Regions from separate parts of the Danio rerio genome. Here region 2 is linked to region 1. The links are chromatin contacts, called in public Micro-C maps. All regions are on one chromosome and are shown on one strand. Each heading gives the region's core, a stretch centred on a gene start, on an enhancer-like site or on the middle of the called end of the contact. The rest is flanking DNA. Distances are from core to core; before and after follow the strand shown. Region 1 holds the start of coa3a (cytochrome C oxidase assembly factor 3a). Region 2 holds the start of wnk4a (WNK lysine deficient protein kinase 4a).

Evidence for each region. A called contact is a pair of places that touch in the nucleus more often than the background predicts.
Region 2: a Micro-C map of caudal fin shows a contact between it and region 1, with 13 times the contacts expected there. The contact joins the promoter of wnk4a here to the promoter of coa3a in region 1. A contact is called at or near these places in 4 of 18 Hi-C or Micro-C datasets (caudal fin, embryo, hematopoietic stem cells and 1 more) and 1 of 4 datasets of contacts at active chromatin or transcription factors (caudal fin).

What each region holds. Positions count from the first base shown.
Region 1 is chr12:4,047,666-4,055,026 of GRCz12tu, forward strand. It overlaps coa3a (cytochrome C oxidase assembly factor 3a), which reads left to right and starts at 3,112. Exons shown (of 2, transcript NM_001114916.2): 1 at 3,112-3,383; 2 at 7,071-7,361. The coding sequence starts at 3,179. The coding sequence ends at 7,165. cntd1 (cyclin N-terminal domain containing 1) reads right to left here and starts at 1,487. Exons shown (of 8, transcript XR_012387781.1): 1 at 1,217-1,487.
Region 2 is chr12:4,186,026-4,193,386 of GRCz12tu, forward strand. It overlaps wnk4a (WNK lysine deficient protein kinase 4a), which reads right to left and starts at 4,064. Exons shown (of 21, transcript XR_012387779.1): 1 at 3,995-4,064. It overlaps LOC141376739 (a long non-coding RNA gene), which reads left to right and starts at 7,356. Exons shown (of 3, transcript XR_012387784.1): 1 at 7,356-7,361.

The sequences.
Region 1 (7,361 bases), core at 1,862-4,361:
AATGAAGACAAAAACACATTTATATTCCACATTCAGTTATTTATGGTGTTTGTTAGTTATGTTTTGTAATTATGTTATATATATATATATATATATATATATATATATATATATATATATATATATATATATATATATATATATATATATATGGGCAATTCCATGCAAATGTCAACCATTGCCATAAAAAATAATTTAGTTTTCACCAAAATAGACAAACCGTTTCTACATTTTTTGTGTTAGCAAGTATTTTACAGTACTGTAAAAATACTCGTAAATGTATCTGTCAGTATTTCAAACTATTATATTTAATTTGCCAAAATCACACAAGTGGCTATTTCACAGCTGTCACATCCATAAGGGAAATGTGTCACATCCATAACGACACTTTTTCTTCATAAATGCAAAAATGTCAAATAAAATAAAATCAATCATTATAATTCTAAAGTGAGCCGATTCATACCTGTTTGATGAGCATTGTTTCTTTTGAGTTGTGCAGTTTAACTGTCAGAATTTCTAAATAATCTGTTGTCCATTGTAAATTCGCAAACTTTTTTTGTCACATCCATAACGCATGTTTATTTTCCTAATTTAAAATATAAAACATGTTTACATATTGATATTTTTCTGCTACCAGAACTCTGTGGTGAGCTATTTTGGAAAATATAAACAGAAGTTTCGTTACAATGTCAACATATACTTTCTGTGTGAAATTATGTTTTGAGTTTTTACTGCAAATGTCACATCCATAACGCTGGAATTGCTCATATATATATATATATATATATATATATATATATATATATATATATATATATATATATATATATATATATATATATATATATATATATATATGGGGTTTTTTTCATGATCTTATGGGACCTCTTGAAATGAGATGGGGTTATCCTAATTGAATTGTGTCATTGCCTTTTTATGGCAAACCTTTCAGGAAGTATGTGTTTATCGTTTTTGTACGTTTGGATATCTAGCACATGAATCAATAACAGATTATATATCAATCAGTTATGGGGAAATTTCTGTATGTAAAGCGAGTCTTGGCCTTACAAACTTACCACAAAACTTAACTACAGATCGACACGTTAGTGTCATTTGACACTATAATTACCATAGTATAGTAACAAGTACTGTATTTTACAGGAGATTCTGAAAATATCACATCATTATCTATAATTTGAGGCAAACAAACACTCACCTACTATTCTCCTTTCTTTCAGACAGCCACACATATTTGACACCTTCTCCAAATTGGATTTGTTTTTGTTGTTGAGGTTGGACAGAATGTCGGTTAAAATGTCTAAAGACACCTCTCCAAAGCTGAGGTTTCTCTGGTCTCTAGTGGGGAATGAAAACATGGTATTTTTTGCCATTTCTTTCGAAAGATTAATCGATTGTCACTCAAAAGTAATCGCTTGAAACCGCTTTCCGACCTGCAGGGGGCGCCTTTAACGCAGAAGCAGCCCGATTCTTCCGTTATCACCAAGAGAGGTTTAAATACTGTCAAAATATTTTACTTTGCAGCATGTCACTTTAATACTTAATAACTTGGCAATATAAATAATATATTTTAGAAAAGGTTAAATTAAACAGGTTTAGTTTTCAAAAATCATAAATTAATTAGCATAATGACTGTGATTATGGAGGACGAAACCCGCAAAAACAATAAATAAATAAATAAATCCTCAAATTCCAGCTTAAATAAAACGATAAATTAATAAATACATACATAGGCCTAAATACGCAACTAAATAAATGAATGGAGTCCACAAATTCCTGCCTAAATAAATAAATGCCCAAATAAATAAATGAATGAATAAATAAATAAATACGCAAATTTCTGCATTAAAAAGCATAATTAAATAAATACGTAAATAAATAAATGAATAAATAAATAGATCTACAAGTTCCTGTATAAATAAAACCATAATAACCATAAATAAATATACATCTACAAATTTCTGCATAAATAAAAATATAAATAATTAATAGTGCGGGCAGATTAATAAAATACATGTTGGTGGAATAATATTTATTTTTGCAGGATGTGTTTATATATATGTTGTGCATATGTATTTATTTTATTGATTTATTTACTTATTTATTTGCCTATTTATCTATTGTTTAATTTATGCAGAAATTTGGGGATTTTATTTATTTATTTATTTGCATATTTGTTTGTTTGTTTATTTATTTATTGTTTTATTTATGCAGGAATTTATGGATTTTTTATTATTTGCGTGTTTAATTATTTATTTATTGTTTAATTTATGCAGGAATTTATAGATTTGTTTACTTGTTTGTTTATTTATTTATTTGCATATTTATACATGGATTTATGAATTTATTTATGTAATGTCATGTCATGTAATGTAATGTATATTTGGTATTTATATAGCGCATTTATTGTGTATGGCCAAACACCCAAAGTGCTTCACAATCATGAGGAGGGTCTCTCCACACCACCACCAGTGTGCAGCATCCCCTATATTTACTCATTTATTTATTTATTTTGACATTCATTTATTTATTGTTTTGTTTATGCAGTACTTTATGGATTTATTTACTTGTTTTTTATTTTTGCATCTTTATTTATTTATTTATTTATTTGCATATTTATGCATGAATTTATAGATTTATTTACTGATTTATTTATTTTGATAGTTATTTATTTATTGTTTGATTTATGCTGGAATTTACGGATTTATTTACTTGTTAATTTATTTTTGCATATTTATTTATTTGCATATTTATGCATGAATTTATGGATTTATTTCCTCATTTATTTATTTAGAAAGTTATTATGTATTGTTTGATTTATGCAGGAATATATGGATTTATTTATAGATTATTTATTTATTTATTATTTAAAGTAACTCTTTTTTATCTGTTAATTAATCTTTTTTGTTATTTATATATATATATATATATATATATATATATATATATATATATATATATATATATATATATATATATATATATATATATAATTGTTATTTAAAAATTATTATTATTATTATTATTATTGCTGTTGTTATGTTATATCTATGTGGGAAGAAGAAATGCCAAGTCTTTATATTTGTAGAGTTGCGCAAATGCGGCGCATCATTGACGTGCAAAATAGCCCTGCGTTACGTCAGACAGCAGCGCCTCAAACATGGCAGACAAGAGTAGTCAAGGGGAGCCCAAACCCGAAGCCCAGTTTGCCAAGAGAATTGACCCGACAAAAGAAGCCCTGACCAAAGAACAGCTGCAGTTCATCCGGCAGGTGGAAATGGCGCAGTGGAAGAAGAAAACAGACAAGCTTCGGGGCAGAAATGTGGCGACAGGACTCGCTATCGGCGCGGTGGTGCTCGGTATCTGTATCCTTTAAGTTACCTCTGTTACACAAGGTTATGTCAGCAGCACTGACTGCTGTTACTACTGCTGGGAGACACAGTGAGGTGATTACTACTCTCACTAGTGTGAATGAATGAGTGAGTGAGTGAGTGAGTGAGTGAGTGAATGAATGAGTGAGGTATGTTTATTCAGATTACTACACGTGCGTGAAAGTTACATGATCTTACAATGTGAAGAGTGCTGATGTCATGATGATGAGCAGTGGATTTGGGTATGTTATATAAATCATTTTTTAATTTAACTATTTATTTGGTAACACTTTAGAACAATGGTCCCTTAGTTGATGTCTTTTCTAACATCAACTAAGTATTAATCATTTTGTAAAGCCTTTAAAAATCATAGTACAGCAGTGGCGCCCCCAGAAAATTTTCTTAGGGGTGGCCAGAAGAGGCCACACCAAATCTTGGGGTGGCACACAAAAAAAATAATGAATTCAGTGTAATGTTATATTTTTGTTTCTGGTAAATGAAATAATGTAGTTTTTATTCATTTAATTAATTCTACTTGAAATATTGCAATTCATTCTTTGAAATAATTCAGCAAGTACATGTGCAAACCAAATAAAAATCTATGTTTAGTTTAAAAACACTTTTCATATACTGTATAAATAACTTCTTTTTTTACGTGCCTTTATTGTACATCATACGAGATATGCCATGTCTAAAATTAATGAAGATTAATGAGTTCATTATTCCCAGTGATGGGTTGCAGCTGGAAGGGCATCCGCTGTGTAAAAATGTGCTAGATAAGTTGGCGGTTCATTCTGCTGTGGTGACCCTGGATTAATAAAGGGACTAAGCCGAAAAGAAAATGAATGAAAGAATAATGAGTTTATTAATTACCCAAACAAATGAACAAACTGAACAAAAGGCATTACTATACACACTCACTATACCTAATAATATTATTTATCCATATTGCTTTTTGAACCATTTTATTAATGCAGCTTCTTCTATTGATATACTGTAGCTTAAGGTAAATATTAAATTGCCATTGCTGTCTATTGAAGGTGTGTGCGTGCTGTCAAGGACGATCGGGGAGGGTAGTGGTGGTTCTAGTTTAAATGACACCCTGGGCGAACCACCCTATACACCCCCACCTCTCTTGAATTGTTAGATTTGTTATTCAATAAATATAACAATTTATTTATATTTATTCTAAATAAATACAATTAATATTAATATACAATTAATATTCTGAATAAATAACAGAAATCAGTCCTAAATATTACTGGAAAACAACAACTGGAGTGATATGCCAAGATCACTTAAGAAACCTTTTGCATGAAAATTAATTATGACAATTCTAAAGAATACAAAAAATGTATTATAGAATTATCTGTGGTCTTAGACCAGATCATGGCTGATAAATCATGTTATGAAGTCTTACCTCCCTGACTCATTATCCCTCCTTTCTGCTTTAAAGGCATGCTTAGTGAAAGTAACATCATCATCATCATCATATTATATAAACTTTAACCGACTTTCAAAACTCGCTGCGTGCCGACACTTCTACACAAAAGGCTGTTACTCCGGTTTCACGGCGCATGAGCGGTGCCTATTATGTCGGCGTGCATGCAAACAACCAACCGGGATTCACACAGGAGTGCGTGAGGCACGCGAGAATGGTTTTCCGCGCGCATGCGTCAGTTTGCTTTCACCAGCATTGAACCAGAGGGGGAGAGCTACGTCAGTAACACCAACAATAATTTAGTGACTGCATTTTATTTATTTATTTATTTATTTATCTAAATATTGGGAATTTATAAGTTCATTTAAATCAATAATGTCAACCGCAAAATTATATTGGGGTGGCCAAAGGGGTGGCCACAGGGGTGGCCAGAGTTTACCGAGGGGTGGCCGTGGCCACCCCTGGCCACCCCTTGGAGGCGCCCCTGTAGTACAGTTCAGCATTAATGCATTATTAAAATATAAAGTTTTCGTTAGAATTAGTTTGTAGGTATTGCTGTCGACTCACAACAAGAAGGTCGGTGGTTCGAGCCTCGGCTCTGTGTGGAGTTTGCATGTTCTCCCTGCGTTCGCGTGGGTTTCCCCCACAGTCCAAACACATGTGGTACAGGTGAATTGGGTAGGCTAAATTGTCTGTAGTGTATGAGTGTTAATGAGTGTGTGTGGATGTTTCCCAGAGTTGGGTTGCAGCTGGAAGGGCATCCTCTGTGTAAAATATGTGCTGGAGAAGTTGGCGGTTCATTCCGCTGTGGCTACCCCGGATTAATAAAGGGACTAAGCCGAAAAGAAAATGAATGAATGAATGTTTTAAGTAATTGTTTACACACATTATTGTTGGTTTACTAAAAAAATCAAACAGGCAGTTGCACTACTACACTTGGTTTTGGTTTTATTGTAAAAAAAAAAAAAAACAAGAAAGCATTTTAAATGAAAATCTTAAATATTTTATGGCATACTTTAAAAAATAGAGCTGATTTAGTACTCAAAATATTGGTCTTAAACTTCATATCTTCATATTTTTCACAGTATATGTATAAATTCCAGTACTTTTACCATAAACCGGTGAAGTGTAGCAACATAAGGAGCTAAGAAATGCAATTCAAACATTTTTTTTTCTTGGTGGCGTAGTTAAAGGATTAACTAACATTACTGCATTATTTTATAGTGTTTCCATTTATTTTGTTTATTTGTGTTGTTGATAAAATGATAAAAATAAACAAATAACTCAGATATAGGCAGATATTGTTCAGTCAACTCAGTATATTAATTATCATTTTTATTATAGTTTATTATATATTTATTGAAAGCATTTTGTTTATCATATACTAATTCAAATAAAAAAAAATCAACACATTCTGTAAATGCTCAATTTGTTATGAAAAATGATTTGTATTTGTGGTTTTTCTTTTTTTTAAAAGAAAACTTTTATATAGAAATGTAAATAAAAATATAAACTTATAAAAGTTTATAAAATAATATATAAAGATTATATATATATTTTTTTTTGTATTATTTCAGTATTTGTTAATCTGAATATTATTTATTATATTGTATTTATTATAATGCTATTTATTATCTATAATCTATTATAGATCCAACATAATATTTATTAAATACAGTTGTTTAATCAATTTATTTAAAAACAAAATGTAAATGCTGTATAAATGTTGTTTCTCTCCACATCTTGGCTGTTTTATTTTGATTTCCCTGACAAAAAAAATATCAGAATTTCCCTTTTTTTCATTAATTTCATATATCAAGTTCTAACCACAAAAATGACTTAATTTTTTACTATGATTTCACACAAAAAAGCATTAAAATGTCTAAAACAAGAATAATATGAGCCTATTTTAAATCTTTACAGTTTGCTATGATGTGTCAGCAAGAGAAAATGATACAAAATACACAACAACTAAGTATGAAAACACATTATTTTATACATTTTAATAAGTACAGATGAGAATAATAATGCAGTATGTTCAGTTTTACTGTTAATGATAATAAAGCGTTATTTCACTCATATTTTTACAGAATTTTTCACAACAATAAACCAAAATACTAAGAGTCTATTAGATAATGCAGAGATCTGAAATAAAGATGTGAATGATCACCTGTTATGTTGTAGCAGATGTGTTTCTCCTAACTTTTGCTCAAGGATTTCCCTTCACCGCCGTTTTCCAGATGGCTACACATTCTACTCGGTATCCCAAGAAAAAATCATGGATGAAATAGATGAAGAAGCAAAAGTGCGTGTACCGAAGACTGGAGCAAACTGATGATGCTCAGGATTGTCCACACGGAGCGACTGACTGCACATCCGTTCAGTCTGAGACTCTTGCCAAGGATCGCTATTAAAAATGCAATGCAGTGTGTGGAGTATATTAGCGGAGACATGGAAACCGAATGCCATAATGATGAAGAGTGCAGCGGCGTTTATACTACTGCTGATTTTACTGGAGTGCAAATACACGC
Region 2 (7,361 bases), core at 2,814-5,313, 140 kb after region 1:
TTTAGGGCTGCATTGTTGCATTGTGATCCTTAAAGCAACAGTTCACCCATTCATGTCTGTTTTCAAGTGATTATCTTACATTTTATTAGTTTTTAAGTGATTGAAAACTATTATTGAGTATTTTAGGGTGGCATGGTGATCCTTAAAGCGATAGTTCACCCATTCATGTCTGTTTTCAAGTGATTATCTTTCATTTTATTAGATTTTCAGTGGTTAAAACTTCTACTAGTGAGTATTTTAGGGTTGCACTGTGATCATTAAAGCAACCATTCACCCATTCATGTCTGTTTTCAAGTGATTATCTTACATTTAATTAGATTTTAAGTCAATAAAAATTATTAATAAGTGTTTTAATGCTGCATGTCTGCACTATCATGTCTGTTTTCAAGTGATTTTCTTAAATTGTATAAGATTTTAAGTGATTGAAAACTATTAATGAGTATTTTAGGGTGGCATGGGGATCCTTTAAGCAACAGTTCACCCATTCATGTCTGTTTTCAAGTGATTATCTTAAACAATTAAAATAAAAATTAAACATACTTAATACGACATTTAAATTCTGACATAAAATATTAAGTGTTTATCTTAAATTTTATTAGATTTAAAAGGGTTAAAACTTCAAGAAATGAGTATTTTAGGGCTGCATTGTGATCTTTAAAGCAACAGTTCACCCATTCATGTCTGTTTTCAAGTGATTATCTTTCATTTTATTAGATTTTAAGTCAATAAAAACTATTAATAAGTGTTTAAGTGCTGCATGTCTGCACTATCATGTCTGTTTTCAAGTGATTATCTTAAATTTTATTCGATTTTAAGTGATTGAAAACTATTATTGAGTATTTTAAGGTGGCATGGGGATCCTTAAAGCGAAAGTTCACCCATTCATGTCAGTTTTCAAGTGATTATCTTTCATTTTATTAGATTTTCAGTGGTTAAAACTTCTACTAGTGAGTATTTTAGGGTTGCACTGTGATCATTAAAGCAACCATTCACCCATTCATGTCTGTTTTCAAGTGATTATCTTAAACAATTAAAATAAAAACTAAACATACTTAATACAACATTTAAATTCTGACATAAAATATTAAGTGTTTATCTTGAAATTTATTAGATTTAAAGTGGTTAAAACTTCCAAGTATTTTAGGGATGTACTGTGATCCTTAAGGCGACATTTCACCCATTCATGTCTGTTTTCAAATGATTATCTTACATTTAATTAGATTTTAAGTGTTTAAAACTTCTATTAAAGAGTATTTTAGGGCTGCATTGTGATCTTTAAAGCAACAGTTCACCCATTCATGTCTGGTTTCAAGTGATTATCTTACATTTAATTAGATTTTAAGTCAATAAAAACTATTAATGAGTGTTTTAGTGCTGGATGTCTGCACTATCATGTCTGTTTTCAAGGGATTATCTTACATTTAATTCGATATTAAGTGATTGAAAACTATTATTGAGTATTTTAGGGTGGCATGGTGATCCTTAAAGCGATAGTTCGCCCATTCATGTCTGTTTTCAAGTGAATATCTTAAATTTTATTAGATTTTAAGTAGTTAAAACTTCTACTAATGAGTATTTTAGGACTGCACTGTGATCCTTTAAGCAACAGTTCACACATTCATGTCTGTTTTCAAGTGATTATCTTAAACAATTAAAATAAAAATTAAACATACTTAATACGACATTTAAATTCTGACATAAAATATTAAGTGATTATCTTAAATTTGATTAGATTTAAAAGGGTTAAAACTTCAAGAAATGAGTATTTTAGGGCTGCACTGGGATCCTTAAAGCAACAGTTCACCCATTCATGTCTGTTTTAAAGTGATTATCTTACATTTTATTAGATTTTAAGTGACTCAAAACTAGTAATGAGTATTTTAGGGCTGAACTGTGATCCTTATAGCGATGTTCACCCATTCATGTCTGTTTTCAAGTGATTATCTTAAATTTTATTAGATTTTAAGTGATTGGAAACTATTAATGAGTATTTTAGGGCTGCACTGTGATCCTTATAGCGATGTTCACCCATTCATGTCTGTTTTTAAGTGATTATCTCACATTTTATTTGATTTTAAGTCAATAAAAACTATTAATGAGTGTTTTAGTGCTGCACTATGCTGTCTGTTTTCAAGCGATTATCTGACATTTAAAGATTAAGAGGTTTAAGATAAAGATTTTAAGTGGTTAAAACTTCTAGAAATGAGTTTAAGGCTGCACTTTGATCCTTAAAGCAACAGCTCACCCATTCATGTCTGTTTTCAAATGACCATCTTAAATGTATAACATTTCAAGTGATTAAATGTCTGTTTTCATGTAAAATAAAAAATAAAAAAGGCAAAAAAGGTAAAATCATTCAAGCAGAATATATACTTTTATAATTGAAACATACTTATTCTGACATTTATATTCTTTACATAAATAATAAGCGACTATCTTAAATGGTACTAATTTTTAGTGATTAAATCTTCTACTAAGGAGTATTTTAGGGCTGCATTGTGATCCTTAAAGCGATGGTTCACCCATTCATGTCTGTTTTCAAGCGATTATCTTACATTTAATTCGATTTTAAGAGATTGAAAACTATTAATGAGTATTTTAGGGTGGCATGGTGATCCTTAAAGCGATAGTTCACCCATTCATGTCTGTTTTCAAATGAATATCTTACAATTTATTAGATTTTCAGTGGTTAAAACTTCTATTAATGAGTATTTTGCTGCAACAGTTCACCCATTCATCTCTGTTTTCAAGTGATTATCATAAATTATTATATTAAAAAATAAACATACTTGTTACGACATTTAATTCTGACATAACTAATAAGTGTTTATCTTAAATATAGATTTTAAGTGGTTAAACTTCTATTAAGGAGTATTTTAGGGCTGTACTGTGATCCTTAAAGCAACAGTTCACTCATTCATGTCTGTTTTTAAGTGAATATCTTAAATTTTATAACATTTTAAGTGATTAAAACCTCTATTAATGAGTAGTTTAGGGCTGCACTGTGATCCTTAAAGTGATAATTCACCCATTCATGCCTATTTTCAAGTAAAAAAAAAAAAAAAAAGAAGAAGCTAAATCATTTAAGCAGGATGGATCATTTTAAAAATGAAACCCACTTATTCTGACCCTTATAATCTTGTCATAAATAATAAGTGATTATCTTAACTGGTACTACATTTTAGGTGATCAAAATATTCTATTAAAGAGTTTTTCAGGGCTACACTGTGATCTTTAAAGCGAAAGTTTACCTTAAAGTGAACACTTAAAAACGATGACTTAACTCTCAAAATTATGACATAAGGGTACTAAATTAAACGCATGGTGTACTCAATCGAAATTATGTCTTTAAAATTAATGAATTATGACATTAAAAGTCAATATTATGAGATAAATGTTGAAATTGTAACAGACTTAAAGATGAAGTTATGACATAGGCTAGTTAAGCTGACTTTAAAAGCCGAAACTGTCATTTACTTACTTGACAGTAGGACAAGGCAATAAATTCTGTCTGTATTTCTCACTCTTGTTTCAAACTTGTTTGGGTTTCTTTCTTCTATTGAACACAAAAAGGAAATAATTTAAGTAAGGCTGGAAACCTGTAACTATTAACTTCCACAGTATTTGTTTTTCCTGTATGTAGGTCTATTACCGTTTTTCAACTTTCTTCAAAATATCTTCTTCAGCGTTCAAGAGAAAAGAGAATCCACTTGATGGTGATCAAAAAATAGTCATATCTCATTTTGGGGTAAATAATCCTTTTATCTGAGTCCAGTTGAATCGCTTAAAACCTCCTCATTTGGCTAAACGCGACTGCTAAATGACAACACGTAAAGTTCAATGGTAAGCGTAAAGCATCTGTAACGTTACGCACTTTCTTGCGTCTTTTTTATCCACAAAGCAAAACTTTACGTGAAATTAGAAGTATAGCTGCCAACTAAAATACAGTATACATCTTTTTAAATCTATACATAGAGTAGAAATGTAGATATACCTTATTTTGTGAAGTAAATGTGCTCCCGCGCTGGAGCTGCACATGTCCCTGGCTCCTGCTGAGTGTTTCTGCAGAGCGCGCGTGCACGTCGGCTCTCCAGCACAGTGGGTTATGTGACTCCTCCTTCACCTGAGTCCCGCGGGGTTGAGTTTCACTGAGTACATCTGCATCTCTCTGTCCCGTCACATCACAACGGCTTGTGGTTTGAGAATGTTATGTTGTGGCAATCTATTTTATGAGGATCTGTGAGATTTTCCGCTTGCCGTGTCCGTCATCGAGTCGTTCGATTCGAGTCGGAACATTTTAATGATTCACTTGAACCGGATCGTTGGTCCGAGAAATTCGCTTGTCAACAGCTATAATTGTAATTAGTTAAAAATGCAATTAGTATGGAATGAATGCCAGCATGCAATGTAAATGTTATTAGATTTTAGGTGGTTAAAACCTCTGTTAATGAGTATTTTAGGGCTGCACTGTGATCCTCAAAGTGATCATTCACCCATTCATGTCTGTTTTCAAGTGTTAATCTTACATTTTATTAGATTTTAAGTGGTTAAAACTTCTATTTTTGAGTATTTTAGAGTTGCACTGTGATCATCATAGCAATAGTTCAACCATTCATGTCTGTTTTCAAGTGATTAACTTGATTTGTATTAGATTTTAAGTGAATAAAACTTCTATTATTGAGTATTTTAGGGTGGCATGGGGATCCTTATAGTAATAGATCACCCATTCATGTCTGTTTTCAAGTGATTATCTTACATTTTATTAGATTTTAAGTGGTTAAAACTTCTATTATTGAGTATTTTAGAGTTGCACTGTGATCATTATAGCAATAGTTCAACCATTCATGTCTGTTTTCAAGTGATTAACTTGATTTGTATTAGATTTTAAGTGAATAAAACTTCTATTATTGAGTATTTTAGGGTGGCATGGGGATCCTTATAGTAATAGATCACCCATTCATGTCTGTTTTCAAGTGATTATCTTACAATTTATTAGATTTTAAGTGGTTAAAACTTCTATTATTGAGTATTTTAGGGCTGCACTGTGATCATTAAAGCGACAGCTCACCCATTCATGTCTGTTTTTTGGTCATTCATTTTATTTTGATTTATTATGATTCTTTTTGGAATAATTATATGGCTTTTATCCATTTAATGTTGGGCATTTCTTAGTCTGCGAAAGATTTTAGTGGAATTTTAGTAAAGTTTGGCCTAAATTGTTATGTCTTGGAAATGCAAATAAAAAAAGAAAAAGAAAGAAAGAAAAAGAAGTATTAAGAGATCAAATATAAAGACAAAACAAAATCAAAGTCATAATCATACCTTATGACTTAACTCACCAGAAATTAGTCAATATCTTAAATTTTATTAGATTTTAAGTGGTCAAAACTTCTATTAATGAGTATTTAGGGCTGCACTGTGATCATTAAAGCGACAGTTCACCCATTCATGTCTGTTTTTTGGTCAATTATTAAATTTGATTTATTGTGATTCTTTTTGGAATAACTATATGGCTTTTATTTATTTAATGTTATAGTAAAGTTTGGCCTAAATTGTTATGTTTTGAAAATGCAAACGTAAAAAAGAAAGAAAAGAAAAACAAGTATGAAGAAGAAAGAAAAAAAATCAAGCATAAAAAAATGTAAATATTACATAGTTAAGTCATAAGCATTCCTTGAAAAATGATGACTTAACTTCCTCGAAATTATGATAAAGTACTAAATTGAATTCATGATGTACTCAATAGAAATTATGTCTATAAAAATAATAAATTATGAGATTTAAAGTCAATATTAAGATTAAAAAGTTGAAATTGTAACAGACTCAAAGATAAAACTTGGACATGAACTAGTTTAGTCGACTTTAAAAGCTTAAATGATCATTTACTAACTTAAAATTATGAAATATAGGGCACTAAATTGAAATAATGATTTAATATGAGCTGTTGCCTTCATTTTCTATAAGTTTATTCAGCTTATTAATGCCAATTCTGACACAGTCATCACATTAAGCTTAAATATTTTTTCTTTTTATCTAAGGTGTTTAATAACAACTGAAATTTCATTTATTCATTTTTATGTATTTATGTATCTCTTATTTTGTTTATTGTTTCAGTACTTTAAAAAAACATGTCAAACTCCACATGCCAAATGGCCCAGCCAGGAGTTGAACCAGCGACCTTCTTGCTGTGAAGCCACAGCACTACCCATTGCGCCACTGCGATGCCCAATTATTATTTTAGATAATAAAAAAATAAATAAACTTAAGCTTTTCATAAGAAAATAAATTATGAATTCCAAATGTTTATGAACAATTAAGCAGCATTTTATTTATACGTGTAAAGTAAATTTTATGAAGTATTTTATTTTTTACATTTTCATATGATTTAATACTTTATCAGTTTTTATTTCAAGTTTAGCTTTTGTTATTTTAGTTAAACAATTTTATTATTTATATTTCAAGCCAAACAAGAATGAGAATTATTTCCTTTTTTAACTATAAAACACACTGAAGTTATGTGTACAGTTTAATAATATTAGCTTAAAAGGATTGAACTCTGCACTTTTTTAGCCAAGTTACCAGATGCATTTGTATTATTAAATAATATAAAAAGCATGAGATTTTGACCAGTCTGATGCCTCCTGAGAACAACAACAACAATCAAGAAATCAGACTTAAGTGAAATTATTAAATTATTATGGAAGCTGTCCTTGACTCTCATAGCATAATTTTGTTTTAAATACACTCACAGGAAATCTAATAATCTTCATAAACAAGCTTAAAGCCATGTCCGAATCCCCCTGGAGTCTGATGGGGCTATTTTAGACTTTTCTCATGTTGGATTCACATCATAATTTTAGACTATAAAGAATTTATCCGTTCATGATGCCCCCAAATAATAATACAAATATATTTAAATAATCTGTGCTTGCCCTGTTGGGAATATGTTGAATGTTTTTATCTGAATAAATAAAGTCTTGAATTTGCCTTGTTTTTTGAGACACTGTGGCTGTCCGGTGAACTCACATTGCCGTTTTCTTAATCTTTGATTAAAAGAAAAAATGATTTATTTAATTATTAATTCATAGGTTTTATTATTCTCATTCAATTATGAATTAATTAATCATTTAGCAGTGATGTACTCTTTACAAATATACAGATTTCATCCGTCCAAAGAGTTGAGCGACTTTTCAATCTGGCTGCAGATGCAAGCTGAGCGTTTTCAATGCGCACACCAAAAGCCCTCTTCTCACACTGATGTCACTAGCTCCAACTGAGTGCATTGTGTCTAAGACTGCGCGTCTCAGCTTACATGTGCAAGTCTGCAGTCAGATACTATTTTTTAACACTATTTTGTATTC